Regions from separate parts of the Pan troglodytes genome. Here region 1 is linked to region 2. A link is a contact called in public Hi-C data. All regions are on one chromosome and are shown on one strand. The core of a region is the stretch at or near the end of the contact, and the rest is flanking DNA. Distances in the headings are between cores, read along the strand shown. Region 1 holds the start of TEX264 (testis expressed 264, ER-phagy receptor). Region 2 overlaps RAD54L2 (RAD54 like 2).

Region 1 (4,710 bases), core at 1,416-3,915, 33 kb before region 2:
GCTAGGGTCCAAACACTTACTAACGAACAGGGAAACCATAAGGAACAAAAACTTGTGAGGAAAAATGTGCCTCAGGAAGAGAATTTCATAAGAAACTCTCCTTTTCTAAGTACATCTGGCCTGCAGGGACCTTGCTATCCAGCAAGCTTACCCATCCAGAACCAGAGGAAAGACCAGAGCAAAACGGCCTGAGCAGGTAGAACAAAGTCCAACACTAAGCTTCCCAGACTTGAACCACCAATGTTAACAAGCTTCATCCCAATTTTCCAGCCCACAGAAGAAACAGTGAGTAGTAAGAGGAAAAGGCTGCTAAAAGGGAAGTCGCACAGCAGGAGGAAGTAACAATTATCCCTAAGAGGAAAAGAAGCTGTTCAAGAGCAGGCCCAGGAACATAACACAGAGGCCAGTGTGTGAACTATTCAAGGCAGGCTGCCTAGTTCTCCAGGCAGCTTGGGGCCAGAGGCCTAACCCTTTTACACAGAGGGCTTGACCTGAGTTGCCTGGCGGGGGGGGGAAAAATCACAGCCCAGAGAAGACTGTTTAAAGAGGAAGGGAGCCATGTGACCCACTGGGGGGACATTCCCACCCCAATTATTTAAAAGTAATATTTAACATTTAAAAGGTTTTGAAGCTAAAAAGGCCACGCTGCAACTTTGTGGAATACTTAGCTCTGTGGAATTATTTCTTCCCTGTGGGTGCTGGGTGTTGATTTTACGCTAAAAAAAAATTGTCTTTGGAGTCAATGAGCACACAGTATTTGCTCACAAAGAGGCAAAGTAAATTTCTAAACTTTTGGTGTCAAGAAATTGAGGTGTTGCCCACTAGTCTCACCCATCTGTGCTTCTACCCATCAGTATCTCTCTCTTTTCTGCCTGTCCTACTCATCTTGTCTCCAGTAACTTTCATTCCAATTTTCTTTGATAATGATGAGAAATCTTCCACTGAATGCTTACTATACGCCAGGCACTGTCTAAATGTTGAAACACAGCTACTTCATTCACCCTCAAAGCAATCCAAAGAGGTAGGTAAGGCTAAAGGTTCAAGTAGTTAGAGGTTAAGAGACTTGCCCAAGGTAACACAGGTATTAAACAGAGCCACGTGGACCAAAATGCAGGCAACACAAGCCCAGACAGTCTGACTCCAGCCCCTCATTTCCACTTTCTCTCTCCTCTCTGGTGACTGGCTTCCAAAACGGCTGAAGCATTAAATCCTTGTTGGACATCTCTGAGCCCAAAGCTGGAAAACTCTCAGCATCTAGGCCCCCACTTGCCTTGGGAATGACAAGCCCTCACCCTGATCTGCCATCTCAGCTGAACACTTCCTGTCTCCTCAAGAAAACTTAGTATCTACCTTTCTCTTCCTCTCACTTCCCAAACTGCTCAGAAAACGGGGGGGGGGGGGGGGGGGGGGAGAAAACCCACCTGGGGGTCTCAGAGCCTTGGTCGGCACGTGGAGAGGTAACGTGAATTTCCCCTATATTCAAGAGAAAAGGAAGAAGGTCTGGGAGCTCACCTGAAATGCCAGGCTCACTTTTAGTAACTGCTGGCATCCAGTGCGGCAGCGGCCGAGCGCTCCAGTGCTGGGAGCTGAAAGAACAGTCACCCCTGCCCAGGAAATAACCACTGAGCCAACCATCATGCCCTGATTACCCTCCTCAGGGAAAGCCTACCGGTCCCTCTAAAGCACCCTCGTCCCATTCTCAAACCCCTTGTGGAAATCAGAAGCCAAACCTAGCTTTACAATGTCAGGTCTCTTCGCTAGAGCTCTGGTCACGCCCCTCTTCCTGGAGGACTCCAACCACACTTGGCGCCCAGAAACTGCCGCTGCCGCTGACCTTGGGCAGACTGCGCCCTCCCTCTAGCCTCGGTTCCCCCTCCGCTCAGAGGCCCGGGATGGACGCGTGCGGCCGGTGCCGGCGAGCCTCAGGGAAGGCTGCGCCCAGCCAGCTTCCTGGTGCCGCTCACGTGCGCGGCGGCGGAGGGCCGGGCCCTTAAACGGCCCCCGTCCTGGGCTAAACTTCGGTGCTAGCAGAGGGCGGAAGGACTATGGAGGGTGGGGGGCCGCCGCCTCCCACTTTCGGATTCCAGCCCCTGCTCACCCCGGGCCTTGCCTATTTACTCAGAGCCTTTCTCTTCGCCCACCTCCTCACGGAGTCCCACGCACGTCTGTAACTTAAAGGACGCTAAAGTTTGCAGCCCAGGCTGCGAGGCGCGGCCTTGGGGGACGGGGGCGGAGTTAAAACGCGACTCGCGCCTCTTTCCCTCACCTCCACGGCCCCGGGGCATGCCCTGCACCGGTGGCCGCGGAAGTGGGCTGCCCGGAAGAGTAGGGGCTGCCCCAAGGTCGCATCCAGGCCCTCGGACCTGGCCGAGGCCAGCTGTGGGCAAGACAAGATGCAAAGAGCGGCCCGGGCCGCGGGGGTCACGGAGGGGACACGGAGAGTCCTGAGGTCGCGCCAGGGCGGACAGGGGGAGTCCCAGACCTACGCCCCAGCGGGTATGCCTCTCCTCTGGCCCGGCCCTCACCTCAGCAGCCGCCCGCTGCGGACGCCGATCCGCGCAGGCGGCTCAGGGTTCGGTTACGGAGCCTGCGCGCGCCCGCCGCGCACGCTCGCTCCGCCCCCTCTCGCGGCGGGACATGGCCGTGGCCGTGGGCGCGTGCGCGCGGGACCCGGAGGGCGGAGGCCTGCCCCGCCCCGTCTCCATGGCAACGGGCGTGTGCCTAGCCCCAGCGCTGGCTGCGGCGGAACCCACGGCGTACCTTCCCGCCTCCAACAAACTATCCGGTTGCTGAGGTTGATTTAGCAACACCCCAGGGCATCTGGGTTGGCAGGAGCACCACAGTGACAGCCTGGCCCAGGCTCGGGTACGGGAGGCAGCCCAGTGGCCCGCAGTAGAGGGCCAGGCTGGGGACCAGGGAGCTGGGGCTGAGGAGAATTTGTACAGCCTAGGGAGGCGCAGCACAGCAGTATCAGCCTCTGGCATTTGTACCACCTTTAGTCCTGCCACTTTCTCTCACTGTGGCTTCGCAACAGACTTGGGAACCAAGAAAGGCATAGGTGAGGAAGCTGAAGCCCAGTCTGGGCTCGCGGAAGAAACTGGTGGATCCAACTTCTGCATAGCGCAAATATCTGCTTCCTGCCTCCACCCACCCATTCCCACTTCCGTGAGTATATTCATCCATCCAACACTTATTATTACTCCTTGCCAGGACAGTTCTAGGGGCTGGAGATAGAGTGAACAAAACCAAGGTTCTGCCCTCCTGGAGTTCACGTTCCATGGGAATGCCCTTCTTCCAGGCTCCTCCCTCAGTGCCCAGGTTGTGGCTGGGGGAGGCTGGTCTACCTTTGTGGTTTAGCGGTAACTTACGTGATTCCCACGTCAAGTGTAAGCTCCTTGATGATTGGTTCAATCTTCACCTCAAATTTCTGAGGACCTACAAACTACAAAGCACTCTTCTAGGGGCCCAAAGATAAAATGCTCCCCTCGTGAAAATCCCGGACTTTTGGTGGGAGGTGGGGAAGGTGACAACTATGCTCATAAGCTTGGCTACAAGACCGGCGAGGCCAAGAGCTACTTTGGTATCCTGACAAGGACTGATGTTTGGGAGGGGATCCAGCAGATGGGAACACCACGAAGGTGGTGGTGGGAAAAGTCAGCAGTCACAGGGTGGTTCACCTTGTGGATCCCACTACTGCACCAGCAAAGAGCAGGCTGTGCACACAGAGACAGTCAAAATCCCAGCTTCCTTTCCCTCTGCTTCACATTCTTCCTTCCGCAGGCAGGGGAGTTTGAACCTTATCCACAGGGCCAAGCCTGTCCCAGCCCTCTAGGCAAACTGGCAGAACAGGCAGCTGGCCCCTCACAGGCACTCTGGGCTGGGCCAGTGCAGGTCGCAGCAGTTGTTTTACCTATGAACATCAAGCACACGGTCAAACCCCCAGCTTAGGTGCCCCAGGCAGGCGGGCTACACACTTGGTAGCATTTCCTTTGACACAGGAGCAGCCATGGCCCGGGCTCAGAGATTGACAGCCTCTGCCTGCAGGGTCTGCGTGGTCATTTCTCCTGCTTCTCAGAAGGTGGTGAGCTTTTCCCAGGAAACCATTATAAAGAAGTGCCCATTCTTTATCTTGTTCTCTCTGCTCACTTCCCTTAGCCTGATTGGGGAACTCTAGAGCCCCACATCAGAGTTCAACATGTGCCTCAGGAGCTTCAGCACCTCTTTTGTGGGAGGAGAGTCCGCTGGTGACTGGGGCTGCAGGCCATGACATCAGCCTGCCCAGCTTCACCTCAGGCTGCTTCCAACAGTGCCAAGTGAAGTCCCTTGGCAGGATCCCTGCAAGGCAGCGGCTGGCCACCAGGAGGCAGCAGCCTACTCTACAAGGCACTTTCTTCATTCCAACCCCTTGTAACAGGTCTGAGGAAACCTGTTCGCCCAGCCATGTGCTGCAACCATCCTCCACTCCCAATCTTATCTCCCAATAGCACAGATTCCCCTATCATGAGTCCAGACTTGGCCTTCATCTCCTCTTGCCTTCCTCTGTCCAAGGAATCACTACAGAGATTCTTTCTCTTTCTTTGTAAATTTCCAGAAAATTGTTTCCCCAGGGCCACTCCCCTTGAAGAAATTAAACAGGAAGCTGAAGTAGACTGTCCCTTCTTTCCCCCACCTCTCAACACTCCAAAGCTCTGTTTAACTCTGTGGGCCAGT
Region 2 (4,438 bases), core at 709-3,208:
CATTCTTTACCATAGACACACAGCCTCAAATGGAAGTTTCTCATCCTACCTAAACACAAGGATCTTGTCCCCAAGCTTCACACTTTCCTCAATCAGGTGGAAAAGCAGTACCATCTTGGGAGAGTTTTCTAGGACTCCAGTCTGGTAATTAGTCAGAAGATCCTTGGCCTGCAAGAGAGAAACAAGGCAGCTTAGAGCAGGTCCAAGGCCAGATCACTAGAAATAAAATTATTTCCTTCCAAGGCAGCAGCTCACTGGCCACCTTTATAATTCCATACAGAGACCCTAGCCATGCATCCCTACCCCTTCCCCAGGCAGGGCTTGCACCATCCCTTCTCAGCAATAGTTTATGGTTCCTGAAGGATCTGCTTGACTCACCCATTCATATGTGACAATGTTGTTGCCTCGCTCCTGGAAAGGGTTGAAGCCAACGCCCTGTAGGAACTTGCTATTGGTTGCCTCTCCCATCGAGGAAGCCAAGGTGCTATCCTCTCCCTTGCCTTTTGTTCCCTGTGGTGGACAGCGGGCACTGGTCCCTGCAGAGCCAAGTTCTTCCACGTCTAGGTCCTGCTCATTGGCCAAGCTCTCCTTCTGAAGGGCTTCATACAGCACATCAGGGTGATTCCAGATCTGAGGTTCAAGGAAAGGGAGAGGAGACACAGGACAAAGAACATTCCAAGGGTGTCCCAGGGAGTCTGGAAACACATACTTGCTCACACACACACATCCCACAATAAACACTGTCACACCAAAAATTAAAGTCAGAGCCCTTCACAGCCAAAGGGCCTGCATATTTGTTTTGATTATCAGTTCTGGTCACCATGACACATGAATGGCAGCATGCATACCAGGAGCCATGCCAGTAAGTATGTTTGATACATAATCAAAAAAGCTGTCACAAGCCTTTTTGACATTCTTATTCAAATAAGAGTAAGAATGTTCCAGTTTCACAGTGTGGCTACAGTCTGCTACTGTATAAAACTATAGACAAAATGTATCTGACTTATAGTAGACCAATCACATATCATTTCACAGAGTATTCCTAGCAAGAGTTGAGAACTCCCAGGAGAAGAGAGGAAAGGAAGAAGGAAGGATGCAGTGATACCAAAGCATCATCACAGACCACGCTTGCCTTAGTTTCCTGGCCTTGACCCAGGACTGTGGCTATAAAAGAAATATTTGGAAACCCCTCTTGTCCCCAGACACACACCTTCTGCTGACTTATTAAAGCAGTGGTCAATTAAGAATAATACCTAACAGGTCTGCTGAAGAGTAGCCAGGGGTAGAGGTATGAAGTCAATGAAACAGGTCCCTCAAGAAAAGAATGAGAGAGGTCTCAATCTGATTAAGTATGGAATCCAATGGAAGGTACCCCTAATAACTTGTCTAAGCTATATATCTCTTGAATTCTGATTATGCTAGCAGTCAAAAACGCTGCCCCACAGTATTTTTCCATTAATCCCCTTGGAATAACAAGTTGTGCAGCTGAGTTGCACACTGCAGGGGGCATCAGTTATATTACACTGTGTGAATGGCACCCCCAGGAGTTATGTGGTACAAAACCATCACCTCTCTCCTTGGAGCCCCCAAACCTCCAGTGCAGTGAACTGAGGTGGCCCCCTCTCACTTTATTCTCCCTTTATTGAAGACTCTCAGTAGGAGTAACTCCCTTGGGACCATGTGTATCCTTAGTCCCCATCTCAATCTTCCCTGAGGCCCCAATGCACCTTGCAACACACACAGAATGCCTTAAGGGGGTTCAGCCCCAGCCAACCGCTGCTACCACAGTCCCGGAAGCGATCCATGAACTGTGTGTACAAATCTCGCTGGATCTTGGAGAGCCGCACAAGGATCACATTTTCTTCCTTGGCAGGGAGATGAATCTTCAGCACAGTGTGGCCTCTCCTATGGAGGCAAACAGAACAGGAACGGCAAGGTAGTGTGGCCAGGAGGGGTCAGCACAAGATAAAAACAGAGCCTTTTGCACTCCTGCCACACCTCCCTCTTGAGGATCTCAACATGCACTGCAGCCTTGCAATAATGCAGAGTGGTTCAACAACCAAGAAGAAACTCACCTTAAGGATGAAAACTAACACTAAGAGGCAGAGTGACCTGTCCCAGGTCATGTCTGACTGCATGACAGAGACAGGGGAACTTGAGGTTCTTACTTTAATTTGGGCTGCCTCTCTGAGCTTTCGCTCCATATGCCATCTCAACAAGGAAAAATGAGGGGTCTGCTTTAGACTAGCCTAAGGTAAGTCAGCAGAATGGTACCTTTTTCTTGCTTCTCTCAGCAAGTAAGACAGGTGTCTCCAGTACCTTTAAAGATAACTTTTGAGAGAAGCACTTCTAGGCCAAACTTCCAGAGAACTGAAACAGTGGATATCCACCATCTGCTAGCTTGTCACAGGAAGCAAAGTTGTACTACGCCCCAGGGAAGGGGCCCTCCTACTCCAACACCCTATCCTGTATAACAGGCTTGGCATGCCCTTGGCAACAGGGCCCTCTGAAAATTCAGGAAGCAGGACCCTGAGGATGGCTCACCTCTGCACAAAGCCCTCCAGAAGACTGTGCAGGACATGGCTCCGGTACCGCATGAGGCGGACGTCCTGAGGTGTGCTGTCAATACATTGCCCATTCAGGATAGGACGTTCAAACATGTTGCTGAACTCCTGCCGGGTGCCAAGGAAGTCTGGGCGCACAAAGTCCACCATGCACCAGTACTCAATGAGGTTGTTTTGCAGAGGGTACCCAGTCAGCACCACCCGGCGGCGAGAGCGGATATTCTTCAGAGCCTGTGAGGTGCTGGCCTGGCAGTTTTTGATGCGGTGTCCCTCATCACAGATTACTACATCAGGGCCAGGGCGGCATAAAGCCTTCTCAAACTCTAGGGAGGGAAGAGGATCCGGAGTCAGAGGGTGACAGGGCCTGCTCTTAGTCAATAATATGAGAAGTAGGGGTGCACCCTGGAGGAGACAGAAGAAATGAAGGAAGCAGGAAAGCAAGAGTCAGCCCCCCTTGGTGAGAGGGTGCCAGCCATTCAAGCTCCTGGATATGACTGGTATGACTTGGTATGAATGCTAATCTGGCAGTTGACTCTTTTTTTTTCTTTTTTGAGACGGAGTCTCACACTGTCATCCAGGCTGGAGTGCAGTGGCGCAATCTCTGCTCACTGCAACCTCTGCCTCCCGGGTTCAAGCGATTCTCCTGCCTCAGCCTCCCAAGTAGCTGGGATTAGAGGCATGCGCCACCATGCCTGGCTAATTTTTTGTATTTTTAGTAGAGATGGGGTTTCACCATGTTGGCCAGGCTGGTCTCAAACTCCTGACCTCATGATCTGCCTCTGGCAGTTGACTCTTGCAATAAATATCCCTTTCCCCTGTTCCGTTCCTTTCCTTACTTTATTTTTCTTTATGTGAAAAGTATAACTGACTTGCCTTCCTAGGGCTTAGACCAACTGGGCAGCAGAGAGAGGGACCTTACAGAGTGCCAGCCTAGGATTAAAAATGCACCTGGATGAAACCAATAGGAATAATCCAGACACTTTAGTGGGCTCTCACCATTGCCAGCGTCTTGACTCCATCTGAGGGCTGGCTGGTAGGAGCTAGCTAAAGGACAGGGTCTTCCCGCAGTTATTTTCCAGTCATTGCTAAATGGCAAATTCATCCCAGCTCTACCATAGAAGCAAACCTAGAACAAACATAATCTCATAGATGAAGAGACTTCTAAAGTGAAATGGCCTCTGAACCCTTAAAAACATTCTTCCCCAAATGAGCAAAGGCCCCTTAGAAGATGGAGTAGAATTAGAACTATGACAGGAATGGTTTTCACTAAAAACAACTGGGATAAATTCTTTTTTATAAATTCACAAACAATAGTATTACTACTTTGTCTTTATATTAGTGATTTAAACACTTTATATTTTCTTCATGCTTTCTCAGAACATCTCTAGAAAGTGGTAAAGGAAATGGTTACTATTCCAACTGTTCTGTAAGAGAAACAGGGATAGACGAACAGAGGAATCTCCCCCAAGCCAGTGTGTGGCCTGGCCTAACCATAACTGCACAGCTGGCAGAGAAAGCAGTACCTTCTCAGAACCATTGGACGTCATCCTACTGATCTTGGGAACCAGGATTTTTGGTCCATGATAACAATTCACATCAATAATGCACTTTACATCTGACTAGGTGCTATTAGTAGACATGATTTCTTTTTTCCTGAAACACCAACAAGAGTATTCCTGGGATAGGCTGCCCACCTCTCCGAAACTCCTGCTGCCGATCTTCCTCATCTAGATCAATGATGACTGGGTGAGAACGCTTCTTGGTTTTCTTCGGTCTACCTGTGGCAAATGATTTCTTCAGAGTGAGGAGTCTGTACATCTCGTACCCCATCAGCAGCACGCCACCCTCTGACACCCAATCAGCCATCACTTTAG

What was found. Hi-C and Micro-C count contacts between places; a contact is called where the count stands out from the background.
Region 1: a Hi-C map of induced pluripotent stem cells shows a contact between it and region 2, with 1.6 times the contacts expected there. The contact joins the promoter of TEX264 here to the enhancer-like site in region 2. A contact is called at or near these places in 2 of 7 Hi-C or Micro-C datasets (induced pluripotent stem cells and stem cell-derived neural progenitor cells).

The regions. Positions count from the first base shown.
Region 1 is chr2:55,704,118-55,708,827 of NHGRI_mPanTro3-v2.0_pri, reverse strand. It overlaps TEX264 (testis expressed 264, ER-phagy receptor), which reads right to left and starts at 2,665. Exons shown (of 5, transcript XM_016941188.3): 1 at 2,526-2,665. LOC107970649 (a long non-coding RNA gene) reads left to right here and starts at 2,693. Exons shown (of 2, transcript XR_001713350.4): 1 at 2,693-3,165; 2 at 4,156-4,710.
Region 2 is chr2:55,670,666-55,675,103 of NHGRI_mPanTro3-v2.0_pri, reverse strand. RAD54L2 (RAD54 like 2) reads right to left here. Exons shown (of 22, transcript XM_009445560.5): 9 at 4,259-4,438; 10 at 2,545-2,887; 11 at 1,728-1,905; 12 at 379-630; 13 at 50-168. Among named protein-coding and RNA genes, the nearest start is that of TEX264, 33 kb to the left of the region's middle. Within about 2 kb of position 1,958, at least 2 of the 24 cell types and tissues checked have an H3K27ac peak or open chromatin away from gene starts, as enhancers often do. A contact at or near this core is called in induced pluripotent stem cells, where this site is marked.